2 separate regions of the Mus musculus genome follow, and region 1 is linked to region 2. A link is a contact called in public HiChIP or PLAC-seq data. All regions are on one chromosome and are shown on one strand. The core of a region is the stretch at or near the end of the contact, and the rest is flanking DNA. Distances in the headings are between cores, read along the strand shown. Region 1 overlaps Robo1 (roundabout guidance receptor 1). Region 2 overlaps Robo1 (roundabout guidance receptor 1).

Region 1 (6,591 bases), core at 3,069-5,568, 210 kb before region 2:
CCAGCTGATGAAATGGCAGGCAGATGACCCAGCATAAGCTTTTAGCTGATTCCCGAGGTGTCTGATTCCCAAGCCATTTAGACTAGAACCCCAAAGTGAATCGCGTAAAAAAACCAAGCAATATAAAGAGCGGTTTTGTCATAAAGTAGCCTTTGCAAGCCATCTCCTAAAAGCAAGGGAGCTGATTTGGCTTTTACGTCTATGAAAATTCTGGGCAGATTACATGGTAGTATTCAGCTTGGATATGAAAAATTAATTTAGCCCACAGCTACTAAACTTAATGTATTATTTCCTTCACAGGTCTCATGAAACAATGTCCTGCTGTTTTAAAGGTAAAAGCCAAGTCTTATGGGCAATTTTCACTCTCCCACAAAACCTGGTTGGCTTTTTATCGCCTCCCCAAGCCATCTGGCTATAATTCTGAATTTACATATAGCCACCGCTACGACCGTCTGAAATAAAAATCTACGGAGGAATTATGACTGCACTCTAGAAATAAAGATGACAAATGTTCATAGTATTTGAGAAGAGAAAAGCTCGCTTTCAAACTCTTGGCTCTTTTGAGTTACAAGGACAAGAGCTGAAAATACTTTGCCAACAGCAAAGCGCTCTCTCGCTCTCTCTCTCTCTCTCTCTCTCTCTCTCTCTCTCTCTCTCTGCCTTCTTGCTGGGCTTCCTTGTTCTCTACAGTTTTGCTTGAGTGTGAGGATTTCCTTCTCCACCAAATACTTTGCAAAGATAATGCCTTTTCCAGAGACCGGGCCTAATTTATAACATTCTCTTACACCCTGACAGAGAGCCACAGTTGAGTGCAGCAGGAATCCTTGGACTTGGAAACACAGTGGGCAGACTGACTTTAGAAAAAGGAAATTTGCAAATATAAAAGAGCAACAGGATTATCTAATACTATTCACTGAGATCCTACACAAGTTTAAGCACATTTTGTAAAAACTGCAGGTTGAAGTTAAGTTTGATCTCTAGCTGCTCCTGTTTTCATCTCAGAATATCAAAGAATTATAAGGAAAAACATGCAAATAAGCAGCTGAAATTAATTGGTGAGTTAGTTAACCAGAACATCATGCCAAAGAGAATAGAGGTATAAATTCAAACCCATACTGCGAATTTCCTTTTCTTTTATTGAACATAATATGATGCTAGAAAAAAAACAAAACTCATTGACTTGACAGTTCTGTGCCTTAGTCATTGGGGATACATGAGAAAACAAATCACCCTCATATCTCTAAGCATTATGTTATATATTATGTGTGTGTGTGTGTGTGTGTGTGTGTGTGTGTGTGTAACTTATGAAGAATGATCACTTATTTATGTTTAGTGAATGTAATCCTTCAGGAACACAAAGACTGAACAAGAGTTCAAACATTAACATTAGGTGTTAGCATTAGCCATGCACACCTCTTGCCAGCTAGTGATGAACCATGCTACCTGAAAAGTTAAAACAAGAACTTCCCGTGGGCGTCTACTTCTATTCTGATCTATGAAAACCAAACAAAGGAGAAAGCTACTTATTTCAAAAAACATTTAAAAAACCATTTGGGTTGGCTTCAAAGACATCCTCTTACAATCATACGTGGTTCAGTTCCATAGCGGAGACGGAAAACACAAAGGAGAAATGCTCTGCCAAGAGCATCAAGGGACTACAGATTGCTATAATGGATCTACTGATTGCTCCCGGACCTCGGCTTAACCATCAAGGGGGCTACAATTGTTCATGACCTATGTCTAAATTACAGTTAGAACTTGGAGTTGGAAATCAGAATTTTGTAAGTCCTAGGTTGCTTCCAGACCCCCACATCCCCCACAACCCCCACCCCTACCCCAGGAACTCTGCCACTACCAGGTGGTTGTGCTGGAAGTGATGTCAGCCAATGGGAAGCCTAACAAGGACAATACAACCAGAGATAAACGCAATTTCCCATCCTTCTTTGCTTGTCTTCCATGCATCAACACGTTCTGTGACGACTGGGACTTTTTCCTAAGTTTAGCATTTAAAATACACAGCATCTATGTAGAAAACATGTTATCTGTATTTTTCCAGGGCGATTGCATGAACCGGCTTTTCATGATGTCTGCTGTCATCTCTTCAGACCCTGCTTAATATTCCAGAACTGGATATCATTCCAAACTCTTATGTTACACTATGGAAGACAAATTCCAATTCTGATCATCTCCCCAAAGAAATGCATCTAAGTTCTCTGACTCGTGTCTGGGAATTTTAAATGACATCTGAAGAACAAAAAAAAAATGAAACACTGTCTTAGGTGCAAAATGCTTTTAGTGGCTTTGGGTAGGCAAGTTAGCACATGAAACTTTCTTCATCAAGTCTGTGGCAAGTTTAATCAATAGCCTGATATTTCCATGTAGCAATCTGTGTTCATCATAGTTATGACATCTTTAACACCTGTGGTGTATATATAGTCCAATGCTGCAGGCTTTATCGTTAGTTTTACAACCTACTCACAATAAAGACACATTCTCCTGTTTTGTTTTGTTCTGTTTGGGGGAGGGATATGAGATAACTAACAATCAGGGAATAGCAATCATTTGTTCCAGATCATTAGTGCCCTGGACCCCATTCTGCGCACATACAAAGCAAAGCTTCTCTAGTGGGCTTTCTTCTGGATAGAGATTAGGAACGTATATTTTCTTGGCTTCCCACAACAGGCGGTACACATCTGCAATACTGTGTAAATGTATGGAAACACTGAGCTCCAAAGACTAGAACAAATAAATATGATCCCAGGGCTTCGCCAGGGTGTTAGACCTAGGGTCCCCCTTTCAGCACATGACAGACTTAAGCATGCTTGATACGAAATCCAGCCTAATTACATTTAATCCTTCGAGTTGTCATCGGAATAGATGTGCCTATTTACAGCACATATTGCCTGTGTTGTGTGCAGGATGTGGAGTTAGGGAAACATCCCACATTAGTGACTATGCAGCGAGAACAGCTCTCTTGCTTGTAGGTAAACATGAGTTTATTATAGCTTGCTTAGAGTTCAGGCAGAATATTTATAGGCTTCTCTAATGAAGATGGGTAAACCCGATAGGATCTTTGCAAGCGTGATGCAGGGTTCTGTGGAGTGGAGGGATGCATCTAGATGAGAGAAGAGGGTGTAAAAGGCAGCTTAAGAAATGATGGATTCCTTTATCCTCTCAAGGAGATGAAGGTCCATTACCTTCAACCAATTTTCTATAAATTGAGCTCAACTGCTCTTGAGAGTTTTCCACACAAGTGGATTTTAACCTAAGCCTGTTTTAAGCATGGTCACCCTTCCATGTTTCAGGAGCACCTATACTTCTAAGATTTAGGAAGCGAAATGCTGTACCATCTGGTAGTAATTCTGTTAATGTACACCAGATTATTTTTTACAAGTGTATGATTTATCATATTATCAAATTCTTTGGTTTTAAGGAGATAAAGACTGAAGCGGTCAGACGTTACCAATCTATGTTTGGTTTAAAAGCATCTGGCCCTTTAAACAATAGAAAAAGTCCAGTCAGCATTAGGGACTTTGGCCTAGGAATGAAAATTGAAATTATTCTTGAGGGAGAATCTTTCAGTGTAGACACCATAGAGGAATAAAGTTAATTTTGGCCAAGCATAAATAATGAAAAGGAAATCCCAGGTCCCTTTCAAAGGTTCAGATGAGAAGTAATTTAAACATGAATGGCTTCAAATGTTTCTTTGATTTCTGCATTTGGGGCCTCTTGTAAAGAGAGAGGGCCTTGTACAATCAGTGAACTTTGGAATGTACTACTTAAAAAAGAAGGTTACAATTCATTTTGTTTGAGGTAAACAGAAAGAAACCAAACGCCACCTGGCCATCATGAACAATCAGAGATACCTGACTGGCAAAGCAAACTGTCGAAACACAAAGGCTTTCCCAAGCCCAGGCTGATACCAGTGAACTTTGTCAACTCAAAGATAACATTTATAGGCAATTCTTTCAAGTAAATTTGAAGCTAGATTTTTTTTTCCTGAGAAACATTTCATTTGAGATTAATAGAACATTGAAAAATAAAATAAACGGGTTAGAACACCATCCTTGAACCCATAAAAGATTGTGTCTTTAATTTGGCAAGAGACTTCAACCTATAATTAAACAAAGTGCTCCCAGACTCCGGTGAAATTCCACTAGTCTACGGCAATTTGGAGAAATTGACTGGGCTGATCAAATATATCAAAGTGCATAGAACTGAAGGCACTGAAAGCAGAGGGGTAAGAGTATACTCACTGTGAGCAGAAATCAGGACAACACTTGTGTTTCTGATTTCTGTACTCTAGGTAGCAGGTTACCGTCAAGAGCCTGAGGCAGGAAATACCTTTTGGCAGCCTGGGCTCATCCTGCATCGCTATAGTACTTGAGATAGGGATAGCTCACTGAGAATTAGTTTGAATTCTGAACTCTCACTTTTGTGGAGAGATTAGAAAAATGTCTAGTAGCCTTTCTTCTTTGTGAGGGGAGCCCTTTGGGCTGGAGGATTGAGGACGGTAATTAGAAGCACAGGGTGAGGAGACAGGCAGATCAACAAGGCAGCCCTCTTGTGTTGTCTGACAGTCTGGATATAAGATGCTGGTGGGGCTGGCATTTTGAGAAGAAATAATAGTAAAACTGGCTTAGCAGAAACCAGTTTTGGGGAAAAAAAAGCAAAGAATCAGAAGAGTAGAATGTTGTCTAGAGACTAAATAGAAGACTATACGGATAAAATATTGATGTATTACCAAAATCAAAATGCTTGGGATTATATAGGATGATCACATATGTGAGGTCAATTATATACACGGAAGTCTAACACTTTACTCAGAATATCCCTGACAACTACATAGTATTTTCCAAACTGCTAAGAAGTTACTTACTATCCTAGAAATCAATTGTCTCCAATGTGGCTTCTACCACTTTAACTCTGCCACTGGACATGCTTGCCTTGCCTCTGTGGCTCTTGTGTCAGCTCACAGTGATTGTAAGGGTTATCCGAGGAATGATAACTTGGTATGCTAAATGATCTGGGCAAGAATGAGCAGACAGACTACACAATATCAAGGCTGCCAAAGGTATACGTTACACAAGACATACATTTGATGCAACTTATGAACCTGTGGACCAGGCTATGCTATCATTTCACAAATGTTTGTTTGTGTTCGTGAACCTTCTACGCAATTTATTCCACAAGTTGTTTATTTATTAAGTTAAACTCTGATCTCTCACAAGTTCTCACACTCTCTGGCTGGTCATGACGTCACATATTAATGATAGCCTGGGACTGCTGATCTTCCCATCTGCATTTCCCCAGTGCTTGCATTACCAGAATGATCCACCAGACCCTGTTCATATGGGACTGGAGATCAACCCCATGGCTTCCTGCATGCTTGGTAAGGAATCTCTCACAGAAGCCACATCTTCAGCCCATCATCACTGAAAATCAAGACACTGATACACAGTAACTTAGAATGAGTGTTTTCATTCATCTTAAAACTCTTACAACTCCCTTCCTCTCTCCCCACCCATTCTCCACCTTTTCCTTCTTCCTCTATGTTCCTGTTCCTCCCCCTCCCCCACTCTCTGGATCTCCTCTTTCCTAGGCTCTCCTCCTTTCTCTTTCCCTCACTTTCTCCACTAGCTTGCCAGCCCCTCCCCTCCCCTCCCTCCCCTCCCCTGCTCAAGTTCTTTCCATTAAGGATCTGTACTGGCTAGTTTTGTGTCAACTTGGCACAGCTGGAGTTATCACAGAGAAAGGAGCTTCAGTTGAGGAAATGCCTCCATGAGATCAAACTGTAAGGCATTTTCTCAATTAGTGATCAAGGGGGAAAGGCCCCTTGTGGGTGGGACCATCTCTGGACTGGTAGTCTTGGGTTTTATAAGAGAGCAGGCTGAGCAAGCCAAGGGAGGCAAGCCAGTAAAGAACATCCCTTCATGGCCTCTGCATCTGCTCCTGCTTTCTGACCTGCTTGAGTTCCAGTCCTGACTTCCTTGGTGATGAACAGCAGTATGGAAGTGTAAGCCGAATAAACCCTTTCCTCCCCAACTTGCTTCTTGGTCATGATGTTTGTGCAGGAATAGAAACCCTGACTAAGACAAATTGGTACCAGGAGTGGGGTATTCCTGTGACAACCTGACCATGTTTTGGGGAGGACTGTGGAAGGACTTTGGAACTTTGGGCTTGAAGATCCATCCGTTGTTAAGAGCTCTGTCGGATGTTGTGTAGGAGCTTCTTGGAAGATAATGTTGAGAACACTGCAGAAGATGGAGGTCTGGTTTGTGAAATTTCAGAGGGAAAATTAAAGACTCTTTTCAGGGCCATTGCTGTTTTGATTGTGAAGATTCTGTAGTTCTGGTTAGCTGGGGCTGAAGAATCAGCTGTGATTAACAAGATACCAGAACTACTAAAGCAAAAACTTGGCATTACTGGGACTATTGATGCTGGTTAGCTGGAGCTAAGAAATTAGCGGTGATTAAGAAGAGACCAACATCATTGAGGTGACATCTTCTGGGAAGTGTTTTCTGAAAGCACAAAGAGGCTGTGTTCCAGAGATGGCCAAGGTTGTACTCCTGCTGCAGCGGGACTTGGTAA
Region 2 (6,773 bases), core at 4,172-6,671:
GACATGGGGTTTCACTCTGGAACCTAAGTTTCCCTCTCCCCAAACTGGAACATCCCGGTTCAGTCTCCTCTTTGAGGCTCTGACTGGGATTACAGGGATGGGGAACCAAGCTCAACTAAAGAGTCTGAAAAAAAAAGGAGCAAAGTTTGTTTTAGTGGACATTTTCGCTTGAGAACACCTGGTCCGTTTCTGTTCCGTTCCAAAGTGGAGTTACTGCTCTTCTCTAACAGGAAACATGAATTTGTCCTGTTTAACAGCTGAGTTCTCATACGAAAACATATTGCTTTAATTTAAGTGACCTGGGCACCTCTTAACTTGGGAGAGAGCTCCATCTCTTTAGAGTGGACCGGAAGATAAATTATTTCATTGTCTAAAACACTACTAGGCATCAATGGATTTCCCTGCATAAATGTTCCACTTGTAGAACGGAGTCTTCCTGCAGATCTCACAGTAAATGAATTACCTACCTTCAAGACTGCATCCAACTCACTGGTTTCTGGTTGTTTTTTTATTCTCCAGTTTAAAGCCAGATCCCAATACTTGTTAGGTCAATTTATGCATTTTGCTGGTTCTCAATTTACTCATCTATAAAATGAAATAAGGCTGGGATGACAACGCCTCCCTCACAGGATGGTTATGACAGCCAGATGTAAAGGACCCAGCAGAGGTCTGGCACATGTGTAATAAATACCAGATATCTAGTTCCCTTCCTCCTCTCAAGGCTAGTTTTTTAAACTTATTTCCCTTTTAGTCTATCCCTTCATCACTGCTGAAGGCTGGTAGACACACTTAACCCCTTATGTGCATGTTAAAAGCCACAGAGCCCAAAGCATTTCCTCCACAGGGCAAATAATACCTATGCACCCAGCACCTAAGGATTTCTCCTAGATGACTCCGCTGTCACAACCCCTACCCAATCCTTGGCTCTTGACTCTTGCCTTGCTCATTATATAATGCAAGCCAAGCCCAGTTCCTGTAACTGAAGATCCTGAAGGTCTGCTTTCCCGCTCCTGATTTATTTAGATGCCCTTAAATGTATCACTCGTTCTCCCTCTCCCTCTCTTTCTCTCTCTCCAAGGAGGCCACAAAAATGGACACTGAAGAGTTTTCCCATGAAGGCAAAATTTGGGAAATGAAGAGTGTCCATGATCTTTGTCATATAGCCTTTGCTTCACCTTGTTTCGTGAAAATGCACCCCCTTACACACACACACATACACACTCTCACACACACACAAACACATACACACAAAAACACACACTCAAGAACCTTATTTTTCTACATAGTTATGTTAAGAAGTTCTGGCGTTGAGCTGCACTTTTAATGTTTTTAATTTTCAAAAGCTACTTTCGTGAAACAATATTATTGTTGTTTTTTAAATCATAAATCAAAAAAAATATTTCAACATTATCATTTCTTTATGTTGTAAGAAGAAATGGATGGCTACTCTTGGATTCAGCTGGAAGTGAATGAGGCATCATGAAGGTAGAGAGAGGCGTTTTAACTCTCTCTACCTTGCTGCAATCACACAGACAGTTCCTTGGAGATTTTGCTGCTCTGTTCTTACAAATGTGAGCACATCACAGACGTGAAAGGTATTTGGGAACAAAAGCAAACAAGTGGACTTTCTTATTTCAGTTAAAAAAAAAGCTGTGGTTAAGGAGAAAAATCAATATTTTATATTTAACTGAGCATATTTTTTATTTTTTGAAGTTCTATTACAAAAATATCTAAAGATCTGCTTCAAGATCTACTCATTAGCTCACTGATGAGGGATGAGATTAAACTCAGAAGACAAACCACTTTGATATGTCAACTTCATAAGATCTTTGAAGGTTAGCAAGGTACTTGAGTGGGAAAGCCCTCAAAGGTAGAGATGTTGCTGTACAGAAAGAAGGAAGACATTTTAATAAGAGGTGACTTGCCGGGCAGTGGTGGCACACATCTTTAATCCCAGTACTTGGGAGGCAGAGGCAGGCGGAATTCTGAGTTCGAGGCCAGCCTGGTCTACAGAGTGAGTTCCAGAATAGCCAGGGCTACACAGAGAAACTCTGTTTTGAAAAACCAAAAAAAAAAAAAAAAAAAAAATGACAAAATTCCTTGATACAAAAGACTAGAATACACTAAAATAATAATAATAATAATAAAAATTTAAAAACAAAGTTTTTCCAAACTCCAGTCATTAATCTTTTGGGAGCCTTTTTATAAGCCAATTCTACAAGAATAACAACTTTCAAATGATAAAGTTTCACATTAATGATGTGCCATGATATCTGTTTTTGCCTGAAAAAAAAAATGCTTTGATCACATGATATTCCAATCATATTTCATTACTGAAAGGGTAAACTAAAATGAATTTTATAGTAGGCACATCTAGGTCCCAAGGATGTATGTAGTTTATCTTAATGAGTCTCTGTGACACTACAATCTTAAATATTTATAGATGAAAGAAGGAAGCCCCAGAATACGTGAGGACTTAGAGGTTTATTTTTAGTAAAGGTCTGAAGCTTTTCTCATGCTATATATGATATCACACAAATTCTCTAAATCCAAAGTCCATAAAGTGAATTCTTATTGCTATGATGAAACATCATGGCCTGGCGGCAGTGGTGGCGCACGCCTTTAATCCCAGCACTTGGGAGGCAGAGGCAGGCGGATTTCTGAGTTCGAGGCCAGCCTGGTCTACAGAGTGAGTTCCAGGACAGTCAGGGCGATACAGAGAAACCCTGTCTCGAACAAAGAAAATGAAACATCAAGGCCAATAGCAATTTCGGGAAGGGGTGAGAGGGGGGCGCTGCTATTTGGCTTACAGGTCCAAATCAATGTTAATCACTGAAGAAAGTTAGGTCAGGAACTCGGACAAGAATCTGAAGCAAGAGCTGGTGCAGAGGAAATGGAGAGATGCTGCTCACAGGCTTTTTCAGTCTACTTTCTTACAGAACCTAAGATAACCAACCCAGGAGTGGCTCCACCCACAATGGGTGGGGCCCTCACACATCAATCACTAATTAAGAAAATGCCCAGCACCCTTTTGGACAGCCCAATCTTCTGGATGCATTTCCTCAACTGGGCTTCTCTCCTCGCAGATGACTCTAATCTGTGTCAAGTGGACATAAAATTATCCAACACACCACATTTGAGAAACTAACTGCCATTCTGGTATACAGGACACTTTGCCTAAAATACAAGAAGAGTATTGCTGTAACCAATAAAATATGACTCCCCCTCAAAAAAAAATAATTAATTTCTAACTGTATTCACCAAGACAAATAGCTAGTAAAAACTGGAGTATTATAGAAACTCACATATGGAAAAACCTAGTTTTAACAGTAAGGATGAATGAAGGAGTATAGGGCAAAAGACCATGATGTAGGAACATGAGCAGGAAGGAGACCTAATTTTAGTTTTCTTATGCTGATGATGATTTTTTGAATCACATATTGAGTAGATTGCTAATTGCCTAGAAATCTCACTTAGCACTGCATGGCCTTCCATGATCAGGGCCTGCCCAAGACGAAAGTAAAATGAAACAAGCCTACAATAAACTCCACTTACTATATACACTCCTAATTTACCACTGGAGAACACAGTATCACTTCACTTCTCAGTGGTGTGTGTGCTGCATGGACACAGAAGTCAATGGTGACACACCCAGCAGAAGCTCATGTGGAAAATTATAGCTTCACATTTCTGAAGTTTATCTTACAAAAGAGAGAGAGAGAGAGAAAAAAGCCCAGAGCCAAACATTACAGTAATTATTCTATATGAAATCATATGAACACAAATGTGATTTTGTACTGCATATCAAATTAAAAATAAACAGCCAAGTTATTGTTGTTTGCAGACAGAGTTAAATCGCTGTTATTAAATAGCGCACAATCTCATATGAAAACAAGAGTTTGGACAAACATTCTTGTCATTTGAAACTTGGGTAATTTTTCAACGTAATTGGTCTAGACTCCTAGGGAAAGAGATTGTTCTGTAGGTGGTGACTGCATCTGTTTATACTTGCTTTCTCCAAACAGGAGTAGAGAGGGAGGCACGAAGACTAAAATTAAAGGAAAAGGGAAGTGATAACATACACTAACTACCCAAAAGAGGATCTCTCCGTCTCTTTTGTTTTAGGCCATTATAGTGTTGGGTTGAGCAAAGTTGAGGTATCAACTCTGGAGCGCTAACCAGACTATGTGCCTCTCTGACAAAAAAAAAAAAAAAAAAAAAAAGAAGGAAACCTGACTGAACCCAGTGTCTGGAGATCGTTTGTGGTTATATAATGTTCCTCCAGTCCATTCCCCCTTCCTCCATCCTAGGCAAATAGGCCGGAGCATTTTCTCATTAATAACAGGACACAGTTTCTTTGTCACAAGTTTTAAAGGGAGATAGCTTTACCCATCTAAGAAATGAGGGGTGTGTCTGGGGCTGGGGATTCCCTCTGTTGCTGGAGTTTGGACAACCCACCCCCCGCGCCCCCCCAGCATCAAACAAACAGAGTGTGGTGTTACACGAATATTATCACTTGGGAGGCTGAGCCAAGAGGACTAGAGGACTAGAAGGTCAGTGTTATCCTTGAGGACATAATGAGGACATCTTGGATAACATGAGGCTCTGCCTAAACAAACACGGGGGGGGGGGAGAAAAAGTCTGTGTTTGCACACCCCCACACACCCCAAAACAACAACAAAAATAAAACCAATTGGGAGAACAACGGAAGACAGGGGAGAGAAGAGCAGGCTCCCAAAACACAAGTTAAAGACATAGTAGTCATTTTTATTATTACCTCCTAATATCTGAAAATAAAGTAGGTGTCAAATGATTTGTTCATGGATTTTTTTTAAAGATTTACCTATTCATTAAATATATACAGAGTTCTGCCTGCATGTATGCCTGAAGGCCAAAAGAGGGCACCATATCTCATTATAGATGATTACAAACCACCCTGCAGTTGCTGGGAATTGAACTCAGGACCTCTGGAAGAACAGCCAGTGCTCTTAACCTCTGGGCAATCTCTCCAGTCCTTCCTTCCTAGATTTTAAACAATTTTGTTTAAGAGAGAGAGAGAGAGAGAGAGAGAGAGAGAGAGAGAGAGAGAGAGAGAGAGAACCATACTAGTAGATCAATAATGCAATCCTTATAATTACAAAAAAAAAAAAAATCTTTGCAAGATAGGGAGCAAATACCTTCCAGAAATGTTAAAACAAAACAAAACCAACAAACAAAATCAAAAAGGTTAAACTCCAAGATGCTCTGACATGGTGTTAGCCTGGAAGAAACTAGTAACAGTCCAGTGACCCACCCAGAGTGATTTACTCAGTGAGTAAGATACTTAAGCTCTGTGTTATCATGACTACGGATTAGGATCCACCGCCAAGCCTTCCAGTACACTAGGTGGCCTTCCCACATCTGAGCTAAGACTATCTATGGATTCAGGATTCCAATCTGGAGTCCGTCATTTGGATACCAAATCCCACTCCCCATATCTAACCCACAGTATCTCTGGGTGTTCACTGGTGCAGTAAGATAAAGAGAAAAGACGTCATTTGCAACAATGGAGTTCACAGAAAAGGTAGAACAAGTATTTCCCAGATTCTGCACAAAATCACTTGAGAAGGGGCTAGCAAAAATGTCCAGGACTCAAATAAGAGACTCCAATTCCTAAGTCTTGAAGGACAGGTCTGAGAGGCAAAAGTCCACAGCAAGAACCACAAAGAAAACAGAATGTACTGAGAAAGAGGTCCTGAGGCAGGTCGTGAGTTAGAAGAAAACATGTGAATGAGTGGTTAAACAGTCTGGACCACTGATCCCTGCTTCCAAGCCAAGACTCTTGAGAAAGCTGAACTTGGCTAACTTAGATCTAAAAAGCCTATGGTTAGCAGAGCAACCAAGAGTATCTGGCAACACCAGGGCATGAATAGATAAAAATCTAAGGATTTATACTGACATGCTAAGGCCTTTAGAATACTGCCAAGGCTATTGAATAATCCTTTAATAAATATTCATAGCAATGAGCACAGCCATTGGGCGTATGGTTAACTGTCACTATCTGCCCATAGTCCACATTTTAAAATTCCTTTCATTTCTTCTTTAAGCAAAGGCTTAGTGTGAATAGTTCCCAAATAATGTCAAAAGCATATCATAGAAAAACAGGTCAGTTTCTCCCACATTTGTGGTTTGAGAACCGGGTCAGAGCAACATTGTAAGCTGTCTCTCTTATGAACTGGAAGAAAGATTTACAAGTGTACCTTGAGACAGCTTAAGACTGTTCCGTTGGGCTAGAGAGGTGGCTCGGTGGTTAAGTGCACTGGTTGCTCTTCCAGAGGTCTTGAGTTCAATTCCCAGCACCTACAAGGTAGCTCTCAACCATCTATAATGGAATCTGATTTCTTCTTCTGATGTGCATGAAAACAGAGCACTCATAAATAAATAAATCTTAAGAAGGCAATGAAAATATTCTGTTAAAAAATGTTCCATTTAGAGACTTTTCTAGTATTGCATTTCTGTTAGTGAAACTGTAAGCCAAAATTAACTGGATTCAGTGGCGCTTGCTTGCTTGCACTCTCAACCCTTGGGAGGATGAGGCAGCATCATTTCTTGGGCTAGATATTGAACACTAGCCTCAGCAACACAGTAAGAGTCCATTTCAAAAACTATAGCAACAAACAACACAGAAGGATTTGCTAAGGAACACTCACTCACTAATGGTGTGTTCTGACACATACTGGTACTGATACTTGAAGGTGAAAGACAGTCCCCATTTCATTTGTAATTCAGCATCT

Evidence for each region. HiChIP or PLAC-seq counts read pairs in DNA pulled down with a chosen protein or histone mark.
Region 1: a contact with region 2 is called in an H3K27ac HiChIP or PLAC-seq map of extraembryonic endoderm stem cells. The contact joins two enhancer-like sites. A contact is called at or near these places in 2 of 484 Hi-C or Micro-C datasets (nephron progenitors and neural progenitor cells), 5 of 115 datasets of contacts at active chromatin or transcription factors (astrocytes, embryonic basal ganglia, embryonic stem cells and 2 more) and 1 of 9 other capture datasets (embryonic stem cells).

The regions. Positions count from the first base shown.
Region 1 is chr16:72,917,493-72,924,083 of GRCm38.p6, reverse strand. All of the region lies in intron 3 of Robo1 (roundabout guidance receptor 1), which reads right to left. Among named protein-coding and RNA genes, the nearest start is that of Gm52247, 39 kb to the left of the region's middle. Within about 2 kb of position 4,318, at least 5 of the 459 cell types and tissues checked have an H3K27ac peak or open chromatin away from gene starts, as enhancers often do. A contact at or near this core is called in extraembryonic endoderm stem cells, where this site is marked.
Region 2 is chr16:72,707,774-72,714,546 of GRCm38.p6, reverse strand. The region is part of intron 1 of Robo1 (roundabout guidance receptor 1); the gene reads right to left. Among named protein-coding and RNA genes, the nearest start is that of Robo1, 48 kb to the right of the region's middle. Within about 2 kb of position 5,421, at least 2 of the 459 cell types and tissues checked have an H3K27ac peak or open chromatin away from gene starts, as enhancers often do. A contact at or near this core is called in extraembryonic endoderm stem cells, where this site is marked.